Linked DNA regions of Sus scrofa: region 1 is linked to region 2. The links are chromatin contacts, called in public HiChIP or PLAC-seq maps. All regions are on one chromosome and are shown on one strand. The core of a region is the stretch at or near the end of the contact, and the rest is flanking DNA. Distances in the headings are between cores, read along the strand shown. Region 1 holds the start of DNAJC27 (dnaJ homolog subfamily C member 27). Region 2 has its middle 24 kb from the start of EFR3B.

Region 1 (5,748 bases), core at 2,694-5,193, 33 kb after region 2:
AATTTTACCTTAAAGAATTTGGCAATATATAACAAAGGTAAGGTGCATTTGCCTTTGACACAGTAATTCCACTTTTTAAGATATTTACCCTGAAGACACACTGACAACAATATGAAAATACATAAGTGCTCATGAAGTATTTGGTTGAAAAAAACCATGGCATAGCCATACACTGTGAAAAAAAACACAAAGTATGATCTATGTAACTATAACAACAGAAAACAGTATATGACTTTTATGAGTTAATATGGGATCTATCACTAAATAAAAAAAGCAAAGTTCAACAGAACACACACATACACATACAGAGTTACCTTTCCTGTGATAAAGGAGGAGAAATAAGAAAATGTAGGAGTTCCTGTCGTGGTGCAGTGGTTAACGAATCCGACTAGGAACCATGAGGTTGCGGGTTCGGTCCCTGGCCTTGCTCAGTGGGTTAATGATCCAGCGTTGCTGTGAGCTGTGGTGTAGGTTGCAGACGCGGCTCGGATCCCGCGTTGCTGTGGCTCTGGCGTAGGCCGGTGGCTACGGCTCCGATTCGACCCCTAGCCTGGGAACCTCCATATGCCATGGGAGCGGCCCAAAGAAATAGCAAAAAGACAAAAAAAATAAAAGATAAAAATAAAAAAGAAAATGTATATGTAACTGCTTACATTTTATAAAAAATACAAGGAGTAGAGTCTAGTGTGATTGGCTGCCCACAGGAGGTAGGTGAGGAGCCATATGGACTGGGAGAAAGGGTGAGAGTGACACTTAGCAGAGTAGATCCATTTGTATCATTTTACTTTTGAAGCTACCTTAATGTTTTACACATTCAAAAAATTGAATAAAGTCAACAGTAAGGAAAGGGAAAAAACTAAAAGCACAAACAGAAACAAGTGAACTTAATTGTATTTCAAATGAAAAGCATAACAATTCGAAGAGGAGGAAAAAAGGACTGCTGAACCCAATACTTACACTATATGAAACCATATAATAAACTATATTTGTCACTTCGAGACAAAAAATAGCTATCAACAAATATGAAACTCCAGGTCAAAGTGTTTCTGTGTTTTGAGACGGTGTGGGTTAGCCATTCTGAAGCTACTTGCTCTGCATTGCAGGACTGAGCAAATACTAAATATATTGAGGATGAGAGCCGGGTTTCTCACCGTCAAAGAAGGAAGTAATAAATATGGAAAGGGAGAAGACTCGAACAAAGCCGGCTGTGCTAAAATGGATTGCGGACATCAGTATGAACGACATTTAATACATGGATTTATTACCCACACATTATGCATAGATGCATGCATGTATGTGTATGTATACACACATATTTTATAAATGTACATGTATATTATATATGTATATATGCATATATATATACACACACTTTTTTTGGCTCAATCAGCTGAAAAGACCCAAAGCAAAGACACCCTAATATCAATGATCATCTGTAGCACCCAGATCTTGGTTTCTAAATATCATTCTCCACTAAAAGGACCTACGGAACAAGGGCTCGCTGTTGTGACTGAAAGCCAGGAAGTGCTAAAAAAAAAAAACGGTAGAAACATATCAAAAAGATATAAGAGCCAGCTTGAGAATTAAAACAAATAATAGAAATAGTGGGGAGTTCCCGTCGTGGCGCAGTGGTTAACGAATCCGACTAGGAACCATGAGGTTGCGGGTTCGGTCCCTGCCCTTGCTCAGTGGGTTAACGATCCGGCGTTGCTGTGAGCTGTGGTGTAGGTTGCAGACGCGGCTCGGATCCCGCGTTGCTGTGGCTCTGGCGTAGGCCGGTGGCTCCAGCTCCGATTCGACCCCTAGCCTGGGAACCTCCATATGCTGCGGGAGCGGCTCAAGAAATAGCAACAACAACAACAACAAAAATCTCAAAAAAAAAAAAAAAAAAAAGAAATAGTGGAATATTCATGGAGTAAAATAAGAACAAATGAGTCCACCCTGATATAAATTGATAAATTAATGAATGAGAAAAGAAAGCTCTCCCTTATGGTAGATCACCAAGCAATAAATGTGGGAGAAAAGACGGAGTAAGAGAATTATCATTTTGCACTCATCACAGTAATACCTCTTTAGCCATGAGTCATCACTGGGTTCTTAAAAATTTGTGGGCGATAGTTACAGAATCTCAAAATATCCCCTTACAAATTACTTATTACAAAGGGAAAAAGTCACTTTACTGTGAATTTTCCTAGTGAACACTACTCGACAACTTTACCAACTAAAGTTTCTATCATTAATAAATGGAATATATATATATATATATATTTGCGTATGTGTGTGTCCTTTTTTTTTTTTTTTTTTTTTTAAGGCTGCACCCACAGCTTATGCAAGTTCCCAGGCTAAGGGTGGAATCATCCACAGTTACCTACCAATGGGATTTATGCTGCTGTTATGCATTGCACAACTTCTGAAACTTTGGAATCACATTGGACAAGACCACTTTTATTTCCTATTCCACACTGATTTTTTTTTTTTTTAAACAAGACAATCCTTTTATTTTTATACTTTTGTGCGGGTGAGGGGGGGGTCGCATCCACAACATTCAGAAGGTCCCAGGCCTGGGATCAAACCCGAGCCACAGCAGTAACCAGAACCAGAAGTGACAATGTAATATCCTTAACCCCCAGAGCCACCAGAGAACTCCCGTTGTACGTTTATTTCTGCACTTTTCTCTTTATCAGAAACACGGAAAATCGCAGCGTCCCAAATACGGCATATCCAAGGAATATGGCGCCATCTATTGTTAAAATTGTACATAACCTCGAGTGAGTAGTTTTGCATAGTTTTTCCTTGAGATATTAGAATACAAAATATCGCACAGATAGCTCCTATAAATTCACTGTGGGGCTGTGGGGGCACTCAGTGCACAGTTTGAGAGCCACAGGGTTAGATAACAATGTTACGTTTTGCTTACTGTTGCTATGTAAGGGAAAGTCCTTATTCCTAGGAAATACACATCAAATTATCTATGGATAAAGATTTTTGCAAATTACTCTCAAATGATTCAAGGAAAAAAGTGTGTATATTTATGTATACACAGTGATCATGGCCAATATAGTAAATGAGGCAAAATGTGGACAATGAATCTGGATAAAAGGTATACAAGGTTTTTCCCCCCTACTATTCTCGAAATTATTTCAAAACAAAGATTTCTAAAAGATTAAATATAATTCTATATTTCGAGGTATATATACATACGTAGTAAAACAAAAGCCTGGAAATTAAAAGCTCCAATTCAAATAGCTGCAACATTTTGCAGTGTGGGAAGAGGGATGTCCATTCGGGGAAGAGTGCACACAGTATCGTGACGTTTTATTTCTTAAGGTAAGTGGTGGATACACAGATACTTACATTACTCTTTGTAGCTTTACGTTTGTCCAACGTATTTCATAATTTATTTTAAAGAATAAACACGTCGAGTCTTTCTTAATACAGATCTTGCCTAATGGCCCTCCTCCAGTACCAGGGCCCCGACTTCCCCACTTCCCTGGCTTCTGACTCTGTCCCTCAGGGACTCCGAAGGGAAGCATAATATTGGAAGAGGGGTTAATGGATGGGCCCTTGGGCACTGAAGAATCCACCAAAAAAAAAAAAAAAAAAAAAAAAGAAAGAAAGAAAAGAAAAAAAACAAACCCCAAACGGACAGTGTAGCGTGGCCGGGCCCTGAACTAACCCGTAATTCCAGCTACTTCCAGCCCTGGGAACTGCCCTGAACAGCCAATAAATTTCTACCACCTGGCTGCTAACCTAACAAATGCCTATGTCCTGAAGCCCCTGAACACAAGGCCGCGCCCACGATGAAAGGTAAACTCGGCCACCCCGCCACACCACCTTCCTGCCGAGGGTCGCGACCTAGGCTCGATCGCTTGACCTCAGGAAAACTAAAACCGACTCTCCAGGGCCTAGAGATGACGTCACGCCGCCCTTTTCTAGCATCGCGAGACTTTCTTCTCCCTCCCACCGCAGGTTCGGACGCTCCCTACTGCCCGCGCCCGCTGCCTGGCAGCGGCGGGTATGGCGAGCAGCGGAGTTGAGGCGGTGACGAGAGCAGCGGCTCCGCCATTGGACTAGGAAGCCTGAGGGACGGGCCAGCGCGGTGAACAAGGAGAGACTGAGGCGGGTGGCCCCGAGAGAGCGAGGGCAATGGAGGCCAACGTGCCGAAGCGGAAGGAGCCTGGCAAGTCCCTACGCATCAAAGTCATCTCCATGGGCAACGCCGAAGTGGGGAAAGTGAGTACCGCGCTGGGAGGGGCGGGACCTCAGCGCGGCGGGGCGATGTGCCGATTGGCTGGGAGGGCGGCCACTCAACAGCCCGGGGCTCAGCCTCCTCCCCGCCCCTGAGCAGGCCTGGTCTCCTGAGAGATGCGGCTCCGCTCAGAAAAGTCTCCTGACCTTTTTGACCTTTGGGTTGCCCCTCTCCAACACCTAAGAAGGTGCCTCGTGTGCTTCTAACCCTTGACTGTATCCCAAAGAGTTAAGGAGGCCTAGGTCCTTATGTCAGATCTCCTGCCTAGATACCATATCGGCGTTCCAGGTGACCCGTCCAGGACTTAGAGGTGGAGAATAAAAGTTCAGGGACCCCCAGAGGGGTTTGGGAGCCGAAGGGACTTTACTGGGCGTGTGTGAGGATGAGGATTTGTCAAATGTTACTCTGCAGACATGGAGCCCAGAATCTACATTTCATCGCCAAGAGAGCATGACTGATGCTAAAGTGTTTCACAGAGGAGGTGCGACGGATGTCAAGGAACTTGTGTTATTTTGTTTTGTTAGTTTTGTTTTTATTTCTGGTAGTGTCACTACATCCATTATCTCAAAGAAGTCTTAGTTCCCTGCCTTCTGTTCTGCTTCTACTGGGTCAGCTCTAAGCTCTCCCATAGCATGGGGGGAGGGAGGGAGAGAGATGAAGGAAGGTCTTTCCTCGCGTGAATTCCAACTTGACTTAAATTGTCTCCCCTTCAGGGTAAGTGGAAGCTTTTGGTTAAGAACCTGCCAAGGTCATCATATCAGTGACCGAGACAGGGTTAGAACCTGGATCTTCACACTCCCATTGCAGTGCTCTTTCCATCATGTGCTGTCAAAATCAACTCCTAGTAGGATCTGCATGCCAAAAGAGCTGTTGATGGGAGTATTTATGCCAGTGCCTTGCACATAGTTGGTGCTCAGTAAATGTTTATTCATGTCTTTGCTTTCTATTTAGTATTCTCTTGTACTATTCATGAATCTATATGTATGTATGTATTAACATAATTGAAAGTCAACATTTGTTGAATGCCAGCTTTGTGCCAGGCTTTGAAAAGAAAAAGAATAAAGCCTCTAGAAGGTTATGTACTAAACTGGCTAAGTGAGCATGCTCACTTTTTAAATTTTACTGTACTTAGTGGTGCAACATTAGAAATAGCTTAAAATGTTAGAAATAGCTTAAAATGTTATCACATTTATGTAATATTCTAGATTTATTAGCCAATGCAGTTAGGGGAAAGAAAGAACATACAAAATACTGGAAAGGAGAAAGCAAAATTATCATTATTTGTTAATAATAAGATTGTTTATATGGAAACCCAGAGAGAATTAACTGAAAAGCTATTAGAAATAATAAGAAAAGACAAAATTAATGTACAAAAATTTATAGCTTTATTATATCAAATTATAATTGTTTGGAAAATATAATTGAAAAACGATTTCAATTTACAATAACAACCAAAATAAAGTGCCTAGGTTTAAACTTAAGAAATGGGTAGGGGAGTT
Region 2 (5,719 bases), core at 1,833-4,332:
CAGTGAGACTCAAGTGAAGAATCCTAAAGGAAAAAGAATTGCACAATGACGCAGTTTTAGTATCACTTATGATCCTTAAAATAATCTAGAAACAACCCCTAAGTCTCTCAAAATAAAGATATGGTTGAATAAACGGCACTATGTCAATAAAAAGGAATATTATATAGCCATTAAAACACTAAGTGTGCTGGTCATTAAAACATGTGTATTTGGAAAGAATGCAGGAAGACAGGGAGTCAAGGCCACAATTTCAAGTGAATGTGCACATTCTAATGAGGGTTAGAAGTGATTTTAGAGTGATGTGCTTGGTTTATGGGGTTTCCTTTCCTGTTAAGACAAGTGCATAATAAAATGTGTATATAGACATATATAAAAGAGTAAGCGGAGAGTAATTTCTTCTTTCTCACTTCCCAGGGGAGCCATAAGGAAGAATTAAGTGGTTTGAACTTCTTGGATGAAAATATGAGATGCTTGAGTGGGTGAATGGTTCAGGTACTTCCTTGGAGACATTAAAGACTACCCATCTGTCAACTGTTATGATGTTTTTAATTGAATTAATTTAGTGACATTAGAAAATGCTTATGATTAATTCTGTTTTTTCACGATTCTAGAGTGCACCCCCCCTTGCATGTCTCCCCCACCCCTCTGCATATCCATGCACACGCAGAGCATTAAAATTAGACTTTATCATTTGGCAAGAGTGAGAAAGGAAGAGGCAGACTCTCTAAAGCGGTTATCATACATGCCTCCGCATTTATCATATTTAATTCATTTCCTCCTTCCTCCCACTTGGCTCTTCACTACTAACTAACCATTCACTACACACACACACCCCCCCCTACAAATTCCACCAGCACCACCCAGAAGTGGCTCTATGGATCCGCCATTAATGATACGAGTATCATAACCTGAGAAATTCTAAATCCATTTCTTCCTCTCATCCTTTGCCTCGCCTGGTGTTTCCCCTGTACCACTGTTGTTGTGCCAGGCCAGACTTCCATCAGCACCAGAAGAAATGGACAGGGTTGCCAAGTCATTTGGAAAACATTTTATATGAAAACAGTGACTCTTAATTAGATAAGGAGATAATGATATCATTATAATGTTATGATGCCTTTTGTTTTGTTTCGTTTTGGTTTTTAGGGCCGTACCCATGGCATATGGAGGTTTCCAGGCTAGGGGTCAAATCGGAGCTGCAGCTGCCGGCCTACACCACAGCCAGAGCAATGTGGGATCCAAGCTGCATCTGTGCCTACACCACAGCTTATGGCAACACCAGATCCTTAACCCACTGAGCGAGGCCAGGGATCAAACCCACATCCTCATAGATTCTAGTCAGGTTCATAACCTGCTGAGCCACAATGGGAACATCAAATGATGACATATTTAAATATTTAATTTTAACAGTACATTTTTCAAATACATAATGTATTTTATTATGTTGAGAACTATTAAAAATGAGGTCCCAGTTGCAACAGCACGGATGCAACTAGAAATTCTCATACTAAGTGAAATAAGTCAGAAAGAGAAGGACAAATACCTTATGATATCACTTACATGTGGAGTCTAAAACATGGTGCAAATCAAATGGATCTATCTACAGAACAGAAACAGACTCACAGACATGGAGAATAGACTTGTGATAGCCAAGGGAGTGGGGGAAGGGAGTGGGATAGACTGGGAGTTTGGGGGAAGCAGATGTGAATTATTACATTTAGAATGGCTGGACAGGAGTTCCCATCGTGGCGCGGTGGTTAACGAATCCGACTAGGAACCATGAGGTTGCGGGTTCGGTCCCTGGCCTTGCTCAGTGGGTTAAGGATCCGGCGTTGCCAGGAGCTGTGGTGTAGGCTCTGATCCTGCATTGCTGTGGCTCTGGTGTAGGCCAGTGGCTACAGCTCCGATTCGACCCCTGGCCTGGGAACCTCCATATGTCGAGGGAGCAGCCCTAGAAAAGGCAAAAAGACAAAAAAAAAAAAAAAAAAAAAAAAGAATGGATGGACAATGAGGTCCTGCTGTACAGCACAGGGAACTATGTGTCCAATCTCTTGGGATAGACCATGATGGGAGATGATAGGAGAAAAGAAATGTGTGTGTGTGTGAGAGAGAGAGAGAGAAAGAGAGAGAGAGAAAGAGACTGGGTCACTTTGCTGTACAGCAGAAATCGGCACAACATTGTATATCAACTATAACAAAAAAAAAAGAAGAAAAAGTGAGGTTCCAAAATGACATCTAAAACTTGTAAAACTCTGCCAAAGAAATTATAGAATGGCGATCTGTTTCATTTCCCCATGAAAGAGTGCTCAAGGTTTGTTATTAAGTTAAAAAAAAAAAACAGAGTAAAAATTATGTAGATGATAAAAGATCAGCTGTGCAACACACATGCACCCTCACATGCATTCAGAAAAAAATGTTAATGGTAGCTGTCAGTGAAATGGTGGAATTGTGAGTAATTTAAGTTTTCTTCTCTATAATTTCCCCAATTTTCCAGCTTCTACCATAAGCATGAGTTGGCTTTATCACAAAGAGGAAATCAGGGAGTTCCCGTTGTGGCACAGGGGAAACAAATCCGATTGGTATCCGCCAGCCTGACTAGTGTCCTTGAGGATACAGTTTCGACCCCTGGCCTCGCTCAGTGTCTGGGATCCGGCGTTGCCTTGAGCTGTGGTGTAGGTCACAGACGCGGCTCAGATCCCAGTTGCCGTGGCTGTGGTGTAGGCCAGCAGCAGCAACTCCAATTCGATGCCTAGCCTGGGAACTTCCCTATGCTGCAGGCGCGGCCCTGAAAAAGCAAAAAAAAAAAAAAAAAAAGAGGAAATCCGAAGAGTTATTAATAGAAAGCAATATCCTAGAGTGTGGGAAGAAGCCCTGCATTAGGTCCAGGGGCAGACAGGTCAGGAACGGGCGACTATTATAGCTCCACTCACAGAGCAGAGTTCAATGAGGACCACATCTGCTCAGGGACAGGCTCTCAAGAGAGGGTGGCCCAAAAGGACTGTAAAGTGAATCAGGACTGAGAGAATGCAAAAGCAGATGTGACAAAACCTCTGTAATGCTTAGTTCAGAAGGCTCCGAGGAGCGCCAATAAGGAAGCATGACTGCAGGAAGTTAGGCAGAGCCTCAGAGGATGCCTGGTCCAAAGTCCTTGCTGTCAGAGAAGAGCCTCGGAAGAGCCAAAATCACCCCCTCAGAGCCTCAGGGTGGTGGAGCGGGGATTAGAATCCAGCCTCCTGCCTCCCGGCCACTGAGGGCGCTCTGCCTGCCCCGTAGTGAGGTTAAATGCTGTTGATTGTTGCTGCTGGTCGCACAAAGAGAGGATAGCACAGAATCTTTGACCAGGACTGGAACTCCTGCCCAGGCCAGTTTCCCTGGCTTCATGCTGGTGACGAGAACAGATGGCCAATGTTTCTGCAATTCTCTTGGCGCCAACCTTCCTCCCCAACCCACCGCCACGATGTTGGGTCAAATTCTCTTAGTTCATCTCCTTTTCTCTTTTCTTCCTTCTTTGCATTCTTTCTTATAATGTCTAAATCTACCAAACCAAACCAAACCAAAACCAAAACCAAAACCCACCTGAAAGAACAGTGCAAAAACTCTCACGTATCCTTCTCCTGAATAGGAAAATTGTTAGCATTTGACCGCCTTCACTCACCCCCATCTCCCTCTCCCTCCCGCCTCCTCCCCAGCCCCTCACCGACACACACACACCCACACGTAGCATATTACCCTCAAAAGTCTGATTTTCTCCCCACGTCATCTCATTTACTTTCACGGACTCAAAAACTATCAATATGCGTTCAGGCCACCAGCTGATGTACCTCTGATGCTGTATATCTTCTCTCACTACCTGCTGGACAATTCTATCTGGATGTTTTGGTACTTGGTTGTCAAAACCAAACTCATCTCCTTCCCCCAACTCTGACCCTTTATTGCAGCTGGTGGCATCCTGATCCCGCCCCGTCACCAAGATACACACCCAGGAATCAAACTGCCCCTTCCACCTGCCCACACGTCCCTCAACCCCCGGCTCCTGCAGTCTCCCCTCAGAGACCATTCTGAACTCTGGTTCATGATCTTTTCTCCCCCAGGGCTTCACAGCAGAATCATCTGGGGAGCCTGGGGAACCCCAACAGCCAGGCTGCACCACAGGCCGTTTAAATCGGGACCCAGGCCTTGACAGCCTAATACGGCTCCCCCGTGATTCCAACAGGCAGCCAAGCCAGGCACCTCTGGTTTAGCCCCGGGTCTGCTCTCGAGCCGCACTTTCCACTTCCACGCCTGCAGTAATGAACAGCTTATAACTGCACCTCTCCTTCTTCTGCGCTCGAGCTGCTTCCTGCCTCTGCCCAGTAGACAGCAAGCTACTTCTATCCCACCTCCGCTCCGGCTGAGTCCGACTTCGCTGATGGATCTGGCGGTTGCCTCCTCCAGGACGTCCTCGCTGATTCACCCATCTACAACTGAATGAGGTGTGCCTCCTCTGCATCTCTTGGTGCCGGTAACTCTCTCTCAGTGCCAGTAACTCTCAGTGCGCCGAGCGTGCTGTTCTATAATTATCTGCTTGTGTTGCTGATGCCCTCACAGAGTTAGGCACTGCCTGAGCCCATGACCACCTGGCACTCATTTTCATATTCTTAGCACCTACTACTCCACTTGGCCTTCTGCAAATGCACAACACCTGTTACCTGAATGACTCTCCAGAGAGGTGAGAAAAGGTGGTTTTTGTTTATTTGTTAGCTGTGCCCAAGGCATGCGGAAGTTTCCCAGCCAGGATTGAACCCGCGCCACAGCAGTGACAACACCAAGTCCTTAACCACTAGGTGACCAGGGAACTCCCAAGGAAAGATTTTTTGGAAAGAGGCTGTTATGCCAGACATTGACGGATTTTGATCAATATTTTTCACTCCACTTGTATCATGTATGTACGTAAAAGCATTCGTGTGTATCATATATGTACACATATATACCTTACACATTTTCTGGAACCATTTAAAAGTAGGTTGAAGACAGCAGGACACTTTACTTCTCAATTCTCCAGCATCACCTAAGAATATGACATTTTCTGTCCCAACTATGATATCATTATCATACCTAAGAAAATTTATATCTAATATTTACTTCATATTCAAACTCCCCCAATTGTCTCCAAAACGTATTTTATAGCTGTTATGGGTTTTTGATCAAAGATCACATCAAGGATCTCTTTAACCTCCATAGCTTTAAACCAGTTCCCTCACTTTTTTTGATTTTTTTTTTTAGGGCCACACCTGTGGCATATGGAAGTTCCCAAGCTGGGGTCAAATCAGAACTGTAACTGCCAGTCTCCACCACAGCCACAGCAACACCAGATCTGAACCACTTCTGTGACCTACATCCCAGCTCAAGGCAACACTGGATCCTTAACCCACTGAGCAGGACCAGGGATAGAACCCAAGTCCTCATGTATACTGGTCAGATTCATTACAGCTAAGCCACAACAGGAGCGCACACATTTTGCTTTTATTTCTTTTTTTAAGCTTTTCAAATTTATTTTTATTTATTTATTTATTTGTCTTTTTTTGCTCTTTCTTGGGCCGCTCCCGCGGCATATGGAGGTTCCCAGGCTAGGGGTCGAATCAGAGCTGTAGCCATCGGCCTACGCCAGAGCCACAGCAACGCGGGATCCGAGCCGTGTCTGCAACCTACACCGCAGCTCACGGCAACGCCAGATCGTTAACCC

Evidence for each region. HiChIP or PLAC-seq counts read pairs in DNA pulled down with a chosen protein or histone mark.
Region 1: an H3K27ac HiChIP or PLAC-seq map of alveolar macrophages shows a contact between it and region 2. The contact joins the promoter of DNAJC27 here to the enhancer-like site in region 2. A contact is called at or near these places in 7 of 47 Hi-C or Micro-C datasets (fetal liver, fetal skeletal muscle, liver and 4 more) and 1 of 2 datasets of contacts at active chromatin or transcription factors (alveolar macrophages).

Annotation. Positions count from the first base shown.
Region 1 is chr3:113,812,775-113,818,522 of Sscrofa11.1, forward strand. DNAJC27 (dnaJ homolog subfamily C member 27) reads left to right here and starts at 3,944. Exons shown (of 7, transcript XM_021087775.1): 1 at 3,944-4,233. The coding sequence starts at 4,147.
Region 2 is chr3:113,780,494-113,786,212 of Sscrofa11.1, forward strand. No RefSeq gene overlaps it. Among named protein-coding and RNA genes, the nearest start is that of EFR3B, 24 kb to the left of the region's middle. Within about 2 kb of position 3,083, at least 6 of the 83 cell types and tissues checked have an H3K27ac peak or open chromatin away from gene starts, as enhancers often do. A contact at or near this core is called in alveolar macrophages and retroperitoneal adipose tissue, where this site is marked.